Linked DNA regions of Macaca mulatta: region 1 is linked to region 2. Evidence: chromatin contacts called from public Hi-C data. All regions are on one chromosome and are shown on one strand. The core of a region is the stretch at or near the end of the contact, and the rest is flanking DNA. Distances in the headings are between cores, read along the strand shown. Region 1 holds the start of E2F3 (E2F transcription factor 3). Region 2 holds the start of CDKAL1 (CDK5 regulatory subunit associated protein 1 like 1).

The links. A called contact is a pair of places that touch in the nucleus more often than the background predicts.
Region 1: a contact with region 2 is called in a Hi-C map of fetal cortical plate, with 2.6 times the contacts expected there. The contact joins the promoter of E2F3 here to the promoter of CDKAL1 in region 2. A contact is called at or near these places in 6 of 14 Hi-C or Micro-C datasets (CD4 T cells, cortical neurons, fetal cortex germinal zone and 3 more).

Annotation. Positions count from the first base shown.
Region 1 is chr4:162,724,662-162,730,333 of T2T-MMU8v2.0, reverse strand. E2F3 (E2F transcription factor 3) reads left to right here and starts at 1,965. Exons shown (of 7, transcript XM_078001349.1): 1 at 1,965-2,711. The coding sequence starts at 2,319.
Region 2 is chr4:162,595,596-162,601,329 of T2T-MMU8v2.0, reverse strand. CDKAL1 (CDK5 regulatory subunit associated protein 1 like 1) reads left to right here and starts at 4,195. Exons shown (of 16, transcript XM_001098819.5): 1 at 4,195-4,312; 2 at 5,080-5,123.

The sequences.
Region 1 (5,672 bases), core at 716-3,215, 130 kb before region 2:
GATGGAACAAGAGCAGGGAAGCTGCTGGTATATTACTCATGCCCTGAGTACCACTTAATCTGCCCTAAAGATAGTATCACTTCTGGCCAGGCACGGTGGCTCACACCTGTAATCCCAGTTTGGGAGGCCAAGGCAGGGTCACGAGTTCAATACCAGCCTGGCCAACATGATGAAACCCTGTCTCTACTAAAAATACAAAAATTAGCTGGGCGTGGTGGCATGTACCTGTAGTCCCAGCTACTCAGGAAGCTGAGGCAGAAGAATCACTTGAACCCGGGAGGCAGAGGTTGCAGTGAGCTGAGATCACGCCATGGCACTCCAGCCTGGGCGACAAGAGCGAGACTCTGTCTCAAAAAAAATAAAATAAGAAGATAGTGTCACTTCTACCAGTGTCAACAAATGTATGTTTAGGGCTATGGATCCTCAACTAGCCTGAATGTAAGACTAAAATATTCCTGAGCCTGGTGCAAGGTTTAATGGAACTTTTAACTCATCTGTTTCAGAAAAGGTAATAAGGCTAAATTATTAAGGAGTCCTAGCCTGAGCTGACACATCTTGTCAGGTGTTTCATAGCACTCTGAGTAGGAGTTTTGGGAAATTAATAATAATGAAAATCTTGTGAAAGGGCTCAAGGTGTTGCAATCCTCATCACCTATGAGCACCAATTTGCAGCTGTTTTGCACATAACTATAAATTATGACCTAGTCTCTACATATATACCTTTCCCCACATTCCTGCAGGGGTCTCTCTTCCTGCTCAGTCTCAGGAGCAAGCTTTAATTTTAAGACACTTGAATACTTGAACAAATTCAGGGGTCAGTTTGACAATCATTTTATATTTTTCTAGTTTACTTAAAACTAGATAATTTCTAGTTTACTTAAAAACAACAACACTATTTTAAAAATACTTTGGGATAGGTTTGAGTCGTGTTTGCTTCCAGTCAGAGAACTTCTTACAAAACTAAAGATACAAAGTGCTGATGCCCGGGCGTGCCAGCGTTTGTTGGGGGCACGACGTCATCGTGGGAAGCGTGTATTTTTTCGGATTACTGCTTGGCGGATTAGAAACCCGCAGATCAGTTCTAGGTTAGCCCTGATTAACTGCCCTAGGTGTTTCTGGGCCAGAGGGAATATCTGCCGGACTCAAACCAATACTCGTCGTAAGACAAAGGAGTTAATTTGTACTTTACCCCTATCCAGGCTAATAATGAAGGTACCGGGAATGATCTGGAATGTTAACTGGTGCCCGCAATCGCGTCTGCTGAACCTTCTGCCCCCACGATTCTGTCTGCCCACATGCTTCTGTCTATCAGCCCCGGCCTCGGGATCAGCTCTCGCCGCGTCATTGGTTGGATTTCAGAAAGGGAGAAGCCCACGATTTAAAGGGCTCCTTTTCCACCTGCCAGGCGTAGTCCGCATGGTCCAACTTGCCTTTGGCACACATTTGGAAGAATCTCGTGCTGCTGTTCGTATATTGCACTGACTGGTCAAAGGAAAGAGAGTGTTCCCTTAGTCACCTTGACAATTTCCAAAAGCGAAACTTGCGCTCTAGACTAGATCTACACTGAGTCTGCGGGGCGCGGAGTCCCTGCCCAGGTCAGTAGAGCCGGCCCGGCGGGGGGGCGGGGACAGGGGCGGAGCCTAGGCCAGGCGTGGTCTTCCGTGGGAGAGAAGGAAAGTCTTTGCCCCACCCCCTAAAAACTGCTCTTCTCCCAGCCAATCAAGGAGACCTATGCAAATAGGGTCCCTGTCGCCCCGGTAACCATGATGCACGGCAGCCAATGGAAACCTGCAAATCGCGGCCCTGCTCCACGATTGGAACTAAAGTAAGGAGCTAGAGGCCCAATGGGCTGTGGGAACGGTCCTCGGCGGGTTGAGGGGCGGGGATATGCAAATATGGTTTGAAAAGCCGGCGGGAAATCCGAGTTTCGCGGGAGGACCTTGGCGCGTAAACCGTATCCCTTCATTCATTGTCAGCAGCAGCTTCCTGGAGCCATTTTTCAGCTGCCGGCCGCAGCACCCGGGCTGCCGCCGCCGCCTCGCAATCCGTTGCATCGGCCGCCCCCGACGCCTCCATCCCCGCTTGGGGCCCGATATCCGTGCGGCCGGGACCCTCCTCTCTCCAGAGCCCCGATTATTTTTGGCCCCCGGGGCCTGTGCGGTGCGGAAAAATAAAAAGAAAAGAGAGAGAGGGGGCTCGGAAGCGCCGGGCGGGGAGGAGAGAAGGAGGAGAGACTTGGAAACTCCGACTGCAAATAATAAAGAAATTGAAAACAATACATTAATATACCATAACACTAAAAAGAGCAGGAGCGAGAGATGAGAAAGGGGATCCAGCCCGCTCTGGAGCAGTACCTGGTGACCGCCGGGGGTGGGGAGGGGGCGGCTGTCGTCGCCGCCGCCGCTGCAGCCTCCATGGACAAAAGGGCACTGCTAGCCAGCCCCGGCTTCGCCGCCGCCGCCGCCGCTGCCGCCGCCCCGGGCGCGTACATCCAGATCCTCACCACGAACACTTCCACCACCTCCTGTTCCTCCTCCCTCCAAAGCGGCGCCGTAGCCGCCGGCCCCCTCCTCCCCAGTGCCCCCGGCGCGGAGCAGACCGCCGGCAGCCTCCTCTACACCACGCCGCACGGACCCTCCAGCAGAGCCGGGCTGCTGCAGCAGCCACCAGCCCTGGGACGCGGCGGCAGCGGCGGCGGCGGCGGCCCTCCGGTAATACCCTCCCTCCCCACCGTCCCCAGCCCCGGCGGGAGGTGGGCTCGCACCGCGCGGGGTCGTGGGCGCGCTGCGGACCGCTCAGGGAGAGCAGTGGGCCGAGCATCGTGGGCCTTGGGGGCTGCCCCTCCAACGAGGGTTCATTGTTAGACCTGAGTGCTCTCCCCGGCGCCAGGAGGGTCGGGGGGCTCGGCCAGGCGCGCGGGGCGGCGGGGATTGCCTTGGCGCGAACCACATCAAACACTCCAAAACTTTTCGCGGCCCCCCCTTCTTTTCCTGCACTTTTCCCTACCCCCACTCTCCCTTCCCCTCCAACCCGAAGCTTCCTCTTTCTCGGGCGTAGGAAGGGGTCACGCCCCGGATGGAGAAGGGGGTGGGGGAGGGAGCAGTGAACTGGGGTGTGGGGGGCTCTGAAGGGTGGAAACCGGGGGACTGTTGGGGTGCTCGCCCCCAGTCTGCCTTGAAGGCTCGTTGGCGGCCGGGGGTCCCTGCGGCGTGCTCGGAGCGCAGGGGATCGGCGGGGCTGCGCTTGACACATTTTAGGATCAGTAACTCCCAGCAACAAAGGGGCTGGGGGAGGTGGAGGGGAGTCGGGCGTGGGGGAGGTGGGGCTGGAAGCCGGGTGCGGACTGGGGCGTGGGCTGTCTGGGGTGAGGGGCTTGCCGGCTGGCGCTCTGGCCTGGGCGCATCCTGGTGGTGGCAGCGGCGGCGCCCGCGTGGCCCGAGCGCCCAGGCCTTCCTCGCCGGGCCCCGGGCCTGCCCTTGACCCGCCTCTCCCCTTGCCCCTTCCTTCCCCGCCCTGTCCCCCTCTCCGCCCCCCGGCGACGGAGGGCGGGGGCAGCCGGGTTCCCGTCCCGCCGCCTGGGTCTGTCCCTCTCTCCGGGACCCGCCGGTGACGTTTCGCACACGTGCGCGCAGGACGCGCCTGTGACTGGGGAGGAGGCGGCGGCGGGAGGGGGCGCTGGAGGGGGAGAGGGGGGCACCCACTTCCTCCTGCTCGCCGGCTCCCTGGCCTGGGACGGTCCCGGCGCCCTCGCACCCGCCCCCGGCACCGCCACCCTCCCTCTCCTCTCCCCACCCCCCCACCGGCGCCCGCCCTCGCCCTGCGCCGCCGGTCTGTTCGGCCCTCCGGGCCCCCTCTCCAGCCGGCCCCCCACCTCCCCCCGGAGCCAGGCTGGTTTCGGAAATGCCCTTACAGCAGCAGGTTAGTGACCGGGACGGCTCGGGGGCCGCCGACGCCGCGGGGGCACCGGATTCTGTTGGGGGCTGAAGCGGTGAGGGTAGGCGGTTGAGCGGGGTTTTGGAGTGGGAACGGGGGGTTGGGTGCTCGAGGGAAATGAGTAAGCAAGAAAAATCTAACTAAGTAAATGCCCCGGCCTCCGGTTCTAGGAACCTCGGGGCGGGAGTGTCTGCCCCAGGGGGTGGGTATGGTGTTTACGTGGATTTTTTTTCTAGGGGGCAGATGGATGGGCGATAGAAAACCGGAGGGGGCTTCTCGCCAATGGCCGAGTTGAGCTCTGTTTTCTGTCTTCCTTCCCTTGTGCTGGAGGGGGAGGGGGGCGGGTCAGAGGGTAGGGTGTCTGTAGGATTCCCAGGCCACCCGCCACCCCCTCCCTTTGTCCCTGTAATTTATAAAGCGCCTTTGAGAGATGATTTAGGTCAGTATGCGGCTTCTCTTTTTGTTGGTACTAGAAAGAAGTGTGGCCCGGAGGTCTCCCCTTTCTCCTTTTCTCTCCTTCATTCCCTTCCTCCATGCCTCCGGGTCCTCACCTCGTGGTGAGGCTTGGCCTCCACGGGGCTAGAACCAAACCAGACTCAGATCCATGGTAGTCTGATCATACCAGGCGTGGACCTCACCTTGTCTCCGCTCCAAATGGGTTTAATTTTTGGAGAATCAAGATTTTGCGGGAGTCTTGAAGAAAGTCAGCACATAGGCAGCACTTTGGGAAATGGGATGGGTTTGGGAATAATGAGGCGTTTTTTATTTCTTTCGTGTTCCCAATTTCTCCCCGGGTTCGGTCTTAACTGCTTTCCAGCCCCAGAGATACTTGCTGGGCATGTGTGATGTAGTCTTAGTCAAAGAAGCTCATCGTTTTTTTAGTGACTAGGGTCTGCCAGCAGGGGGGAAACGGAGCACAGTACCTGCTTACACATAACAGTATCCAGTGTGTTGGGTTTTCAGTCACAAGAATATTCCATGCTTTTATTAGCTTCAGATACTCTTACTGACTTGACCTAAGCACGTTTGGACATATTTTAAGCATATTTGACCCCTGCAAAGTTCTGTTACTATTTCATAAACCTAACCTTAAACAACCAGCTAACTGACATACTTCTTGGATTAGATTCACAGATTTATGGGGGGTAGTTTTGATAATGGGAAATTATGAGACCTTCAAGTTGCTTTTTAAAAAATTTTAACAGTGCTTGTTGGGCCAGGTCCCTAAGACTATTTTTCAAGCCAAGTTTATTATATATAGTTCATTGTGTTTAAGTATTTAAAATATACTAAATTACCCTCACCATCTTCCAAGTTATTTCAAAACTTTATTCTCCTTGACATGAAATTATTATTCCAGGAATAATAATATCCTTTTGAGTTTATGTGTACACAAAAGGTTTTTCATTACAGGAATATAAATGTTACTCATATATATTCAGAAGCTTTTTTTATATAAGATTGCAATGTATGCTGAATCATTGGTTATCTACACTTTTTTTTTGAGACGGAGTCTTATTCTGTCGCCCAGGCTGGAGTGCAATGGCGCGATGTCGGCTCACTGCAACCTCCGCCTCCCGAGTTCAAGCATTCTCCTGCCTCAGCCTCCTGAGTAGCTGGGATTACAGGCGTGAGCCACCACGCCCGGCCAGTTATCTAAACTTTTAAGAGCTATTTCTTCTGGCCGGGCGGCGCGGTGGCTCATGCCTGTAATCCCAGTACTTTGGGAAGCCAAGGCG
Region 2 (5,734 bases), core at 2,946-5,445:
CCACCTCAGCCTCCTGAATAGCTGGAACCACCATGTCCGGCTAATTTTTTGTTTGTTTTGTAGAGACAGGTGTCTGGCCATCTCTACAAGACAGACAGGTGTCTGGCCATCTTTGAGATCTGGCCCAGGCTGATCTCAAACTCTTGGACTCAAGTGATACAACTGCCTCTGTCTCCCAAAGTGCTAGGATTACAGGCATGAGCCACCGTGCCTGGCCCCAGATTTCTATAATTTTCATATTTTATTCTTTATTTATTGATTAATCACTGAGAAGGTAAGAATTGTGTAACTTCTTTGTTGTCCATATTTTCTCTTCAATTTTTACTGTGAAGGCCAACATAACATATTGAAGGTGAACAGATTTTTTTTTTTTCTGAGATGGAGCCTCACTTTGTCACCCAGGCTGGAGTGCAGTGACACGATCTTGGCTTACTGCAACCTCTGACCCTCAGGTTCAAGCGATTCTCCTGCCTCAGCCTCCTGAGTACCTGGGACTACAGATGGCTGCCACCACGCCCAGCTAATTTTTGTATTTTTAGTAGAGATGGGGTTTCACCATCTTGGCCAGGCTGGTCTTGAACTTGTGACCTCGTGATCCACCCGTCTCAGCCCCCTAAAGTTCTGGGATTACAGGCATGAGCCACTGTGCCCGGCCCAGGCAAACAGATTTTATTCCACGTTTCCTTGATCACTCTTTTGTTTTTTCTCTCCTGTGTTTTTTCTCTATTTGAAATTTTGCATTATTGTTGCTTTCTTCTAAAGTTTTCACATAGAGTTGTTAAAACAACTGAAGTCAGACTGCCTAAGCTTTAGGTTTTTTCTCTGTTAAAAGAGATAACAAGATAATAATAGCATTCCTCATTTATAGGGTTACTTATGGGTAGTTGTTGGCACACATTTATAAGTGCTTGGAAAAAATCTTAGCTTTACTATTACTTTATAGATTTACCTGCATTTTCAATGTTCTTGGTATACACCAACTGGTTTGTTTACTTACTATCGAATATTTATAAAGCATTTAGTGTTATATTGTTGGCTGAAAAAACAGTAACAAAATAGGGTGGTGTATATTTATGAAGCTTAACTCTAATTTAAGAAGCAAAGCATACATTTTTTTTTTTTCCTTTGAGACAGAGTCTCACTCTGTTGTCCAGACTGGAGTGCAGTGGCGCGATCTCAGCTCGCTACAATCTCCACGCAGTGAGCCAGTTATGGTCTTGATCTCCTGACCTCGTGATCTGCCCGTCTCAGCCTCCCAAAGTGCTGGGATTACAGGTGTGAGCCACCGTGCCTGGCCTTTTTATTTTCTTTTTGATATGGAGTTTCGCTCTTGTTGCCCAGGCTGGAGTGCAATGGTGCAATCTCGGCTCACTGCAACCTCCACCTCCTGGGTTCAAGCGATTCTCCTGCCTCAGCCTCCTGAGTAGCTGGGATTACAGGCATGTGCCACCACACCCGGCTAATTTTGTATTTTTAGTAGAGACAGGGTTTCACCATGTTGGTCAGGCTGGCCTTGAACTCCTGGCCTCAGGCGATCCACCCGCCTTGGCCTCCCAAAGTGTTAGGATTACAGGCGTGATACACTGTGCCCGGCCTTACCTGGTTGTTTTTCAAAAGCTGTACAGATACTATAAATATATTTAACCAATCTTCTATTGAGGAGCTGGAGAGGGTTTCCAGTCTTTTGCTGTTATAAGCAATGCTTCAAAAAATACTGAGGAACATAGGTCATTATAAGCAATGCTTCAAAAAATATTTTGGAACATAGGTCATTATGTGTATTTCTGTAAGATAAATTCCTAGAGGTAGGGTTACTGACTTCAAAGGATTTAGACTAAAGGTGCTTAAAGAGAGAGGTTTCACCTGTTTGTTAGTTGCTATAGCCAAAACTTGGAAACATTCTTTCTTCCTCTTTTTTCATACCTATCAATCACCAAGTCTTGCTGATGTTACCTCCTCAATTTGTTACAATCTGTCTTTCCTTCCCATTCCTCACAGCCAACAACTCAATTTAGGCTTTTACTATTTCTTCATGTCTGAAACCTATTGTCCTGAGAGAATAATCTGCTCGAACACATTCATGTTGCCTACTACATACATTCAGGATTAAGTCTAATGCCTTTGAGCACAGGAGGTTCACCTTGATCTAGTCCCTGTGCTTCCCTTTCTCTGGCAGACTTCTCCCATCACCAGCTTCACTTTCTCTGCTTTTACACTGCAGAATAATTCATCATTTCAGGCCTCCTTGCGTTTGCTCTGGCTGACTCTCCAGCCTGGAATGCCTTCATCCATTTCCCTTACTTCACCTTTGTGTTCCTGTGCATTCATCTTTCATAGTGATTGCTATTCTCTATTGAAATGAATTTCCTCAAAATAGCCTGCAATTGCAATAGGGAGTACTTTTTTTCTTTCTTTCTAGCTCTAGCATCTATCACAGTGCTTGTGGTCATGGGGTGCATACTCAGTAACATTTCCTTTACTGAACTCAACTAGATCTTTGGGTAAAAGAGGTGGAGTTATTCATTCATTCATTCATTCATTCATTCAACATATGTTTATTGAGAAGCTATAAACGTAAGCACAGGTTATGTGTTAGTGCGATTGCAACCAAGAAGACAATCCAGGTCCTACTTTTGGTCTAGTGAAAGAGATGGAATTAAATGGGTTTGGTGGTGTGCCCGTGTAGTCCCACAGCTACTTGGGAGGCTAAGGCATGAGAATCTCTTGAGGCTAGGAGGCGGAGGTTGCAGTGAGCTGTCATTGTAACACTGCACTCCAGCCTGGGTGACAGAAGAAGACCGTATCTAAAAAAAAAAAAAAAAAAAAAAAAAAAGTAGGGCAACATAAATACACAATTTTAATTCAGATGGGTAAAGACAATAGTGGATCCCAGGGCACTGTTTAGATTATGTTATGGATATGAATAAACAGAGAAAAGGGTGGCTTTTTTTCTTAAAACTATATTTTAGAGACAGGGTCTCACTGTGTTGCCCAGGCTGTTTTCAAACTTCTGAGCTCAAGTGATCCTCCCACATCAGCCTCTTGAGTAGATGGATGGCATTTTAATTAGATGAAATTGTACTAGCAGAAGCATTTGCAAAACAAAGTAATTGCCCCAAATCACTGTGAAACCCTAAGTCAGGCATTAAACTCACGATTTCTGACCCTTGTTCACGAACTACTGCCTCCTATTGCCTTTACTTTTTTAAGTAAAGATATTCTTCTGGTAAACGCATGGTCAAATACAGTGTCTTGGGTAATGAATACTAAAGTGAGATAACATATGTGGAGCAAGCGGGTGAGAATTCGTATTCCATGAAAGTATTTTCTTTTTTTTTTTTTGAGACGGAGTCTTGCTCTGTCGCCCAGGCTGGAATGCAGTGGCCGGATCTCAGCTAACCGCAAGCTCCGCCTCCCGGGTTTACGCCATTCTCCTGCTTCAGCCTCCCAAGTAGCTGGAACTACAGGCGCCCGCCACCTCGTCCGGCTAGTTTTTCTTGTATTTTTTAGTAGAGACGGGGTTTCACCGTGTTAGCCAGGATGGTCTCGATCTCCTGACATCGTGATCCGCCAGTCTCGGCCTCCCAAAGTGCTGGGATTACAGGCTTGAGCCACCGCGCCCGGCCGAAAGTATTTTCTTTCCATAGGTGTCTGCTAAACTACCATCTAAGTTTTCCAAAACAAAAAACAAAAAAACTTGCGTGGTGGTAAATAATGTATATTAAGCGAAACCTACCAACTGACCTTTATCCTTTCCTTCCTGTTTTTTAATATTAAAGAAGAGACCTCTTCACAAACGATTGAGGAGGCTAGTAAAATGCAGTGAAAAGAGCAAGTTCTTTGGGAGTCAGACAGCATCGGATCCAGCCCACGGGGCAGCACGACTAGTAGAGTAACTTAGATTAAGTCCTTAAACTTCCAGTGTCCGCTTTTGTAAAATGGGAATAATAACAATAAATAAATAGTGAAATAATGTTTATGCAAAGTACTTAGCACAGTGTCTAACACATAAGAGCTTAGGAGAAGTTGGCTATTAAGCGTATCTAGGAACCCGAGGACTTGGGGTTGTTATTTTAGTTCTTGGAATCAAAGGAACTTGAAGCGTAATCATTCCTAAACTAAGTTAAACCAGAACCAGCCCTTTCAGCAATGATGTAATTTGATCTCTTCGGGCCACCGTCGCTGAGCATGCGTAAATAAACGTGGCGGGACGTATGTGTCATGGCGCTCTCCATCTAAAGTCTGTGCAGTTTCCGGAGAGTGGCGGGTTGATTCTCTCACTTTGGACTGGTTTTTACTTCCCGACTTCTGGGTAAGGGTGGCGGTTGGGTCCATGTGGGGCAGAGTGTGGCGACGGCTCCTTTTATGGCAAGCCTTGTTTCTCCAGTTTCAGTCTTTCTTGGGCTGTTTGCAAAATTGTTTCGCAGTTAAAAGGGGGATTTGCCAGCTGGGATGGGGGAATTGGGAGGCAGATGGGGCTTCCAGGAGCGAGGGTAGGGTCGTTGGCCTCAGGTGCCGCTCTCCAGTTAGTAATATTTTGGGCACCTCGTTCCTTATTGTCAAATTTAACTTCATTTGTTCTCCCACTTTATACCTTAGTGAATTTGTAGATGTGACAGGGCTTTCGCAGTTACATAGCTTTCCCAGATCAGTATCTTAAGAATTTAAGCAGAAGTTATTGAGAAAAGCAGATGTCTTGCTTTTTCACTTTTCGTTCTTCTTTGCTCATAAAACCTTTTTCTGAATCTCGGGACGACAGTTATCTTTCGAATGGAACGTGATCTGGATGTCTGCCTATTTACTGACTTATTCCTGTTTTGTAGTGGTTGGTTACTCGCACTATGCAGACGTGTTGTAGTGCTGAATACAACATTACTACAGCCACTGGATCACAGTCACGGCAGATGTCAGCACACCTGTTGTAATCAGTAAGAAGTTACAAGTAGTATGGAGCATCATTAATCCTGCTGTATAAAGCAGTCTTTTTTGGAGTCTGATTCCTTTTAAGTAAAGAATCCTTACAGTGGTTTTGTGAACTTCTTTGGTGCTTGCTTTTCCTAATCAATTTTTATTTTCCAGACTCATCTTTCAAGAGGACTTTAGATTAATTGCAGATAATTAAGGTACTGATTTATTTTAAACCTTTTATGTTTGAGTGCTGTACCTATTTCTGCATATTAGAAAATGCAGAGAGGTAGCTTAATTTCTTAGCTATTTGCCACTATCGTGTTATGGAACCATTGTCCTTTACATACCACTAAATTGAAGAGATATTTTCATTTATTTTACTTAACCTTTCGTTTTCATTCACCAGCATTGACCATGTCCACTTTTTTGACATGCCCTCTTCCTTTGCCTTCCATGGCCCATGGATTTTTTTCCTTCTCTGGTGGCTGCTTCTTGGAATCCATTATAAGCTGATTTTCCTTTATATGAGAGTTAAATTTGGAGTCTCTCAAGTCGTGGTCTTGTACCTTCTCCTACCTCTGTTCTCTTTTTCTTTCCCTCTGGGTGATGTAATCCACATGCCTGTCAACAATTATTTGTCTTTTTGATTCTACCCATCCTAATGGGTATGAAATGGTATATTATTGTGGTTTGGATTTCCATTTCCCTGATGGCTCATTATGTTGACATCTTTTCACGTGCTTATCAGCCATTTGTATGTGTGTGTTTTTGAGACAGGGCTTCCCTGTGTCACCCAGGCCAGAGTGCAATGGCTCGATTACAACTC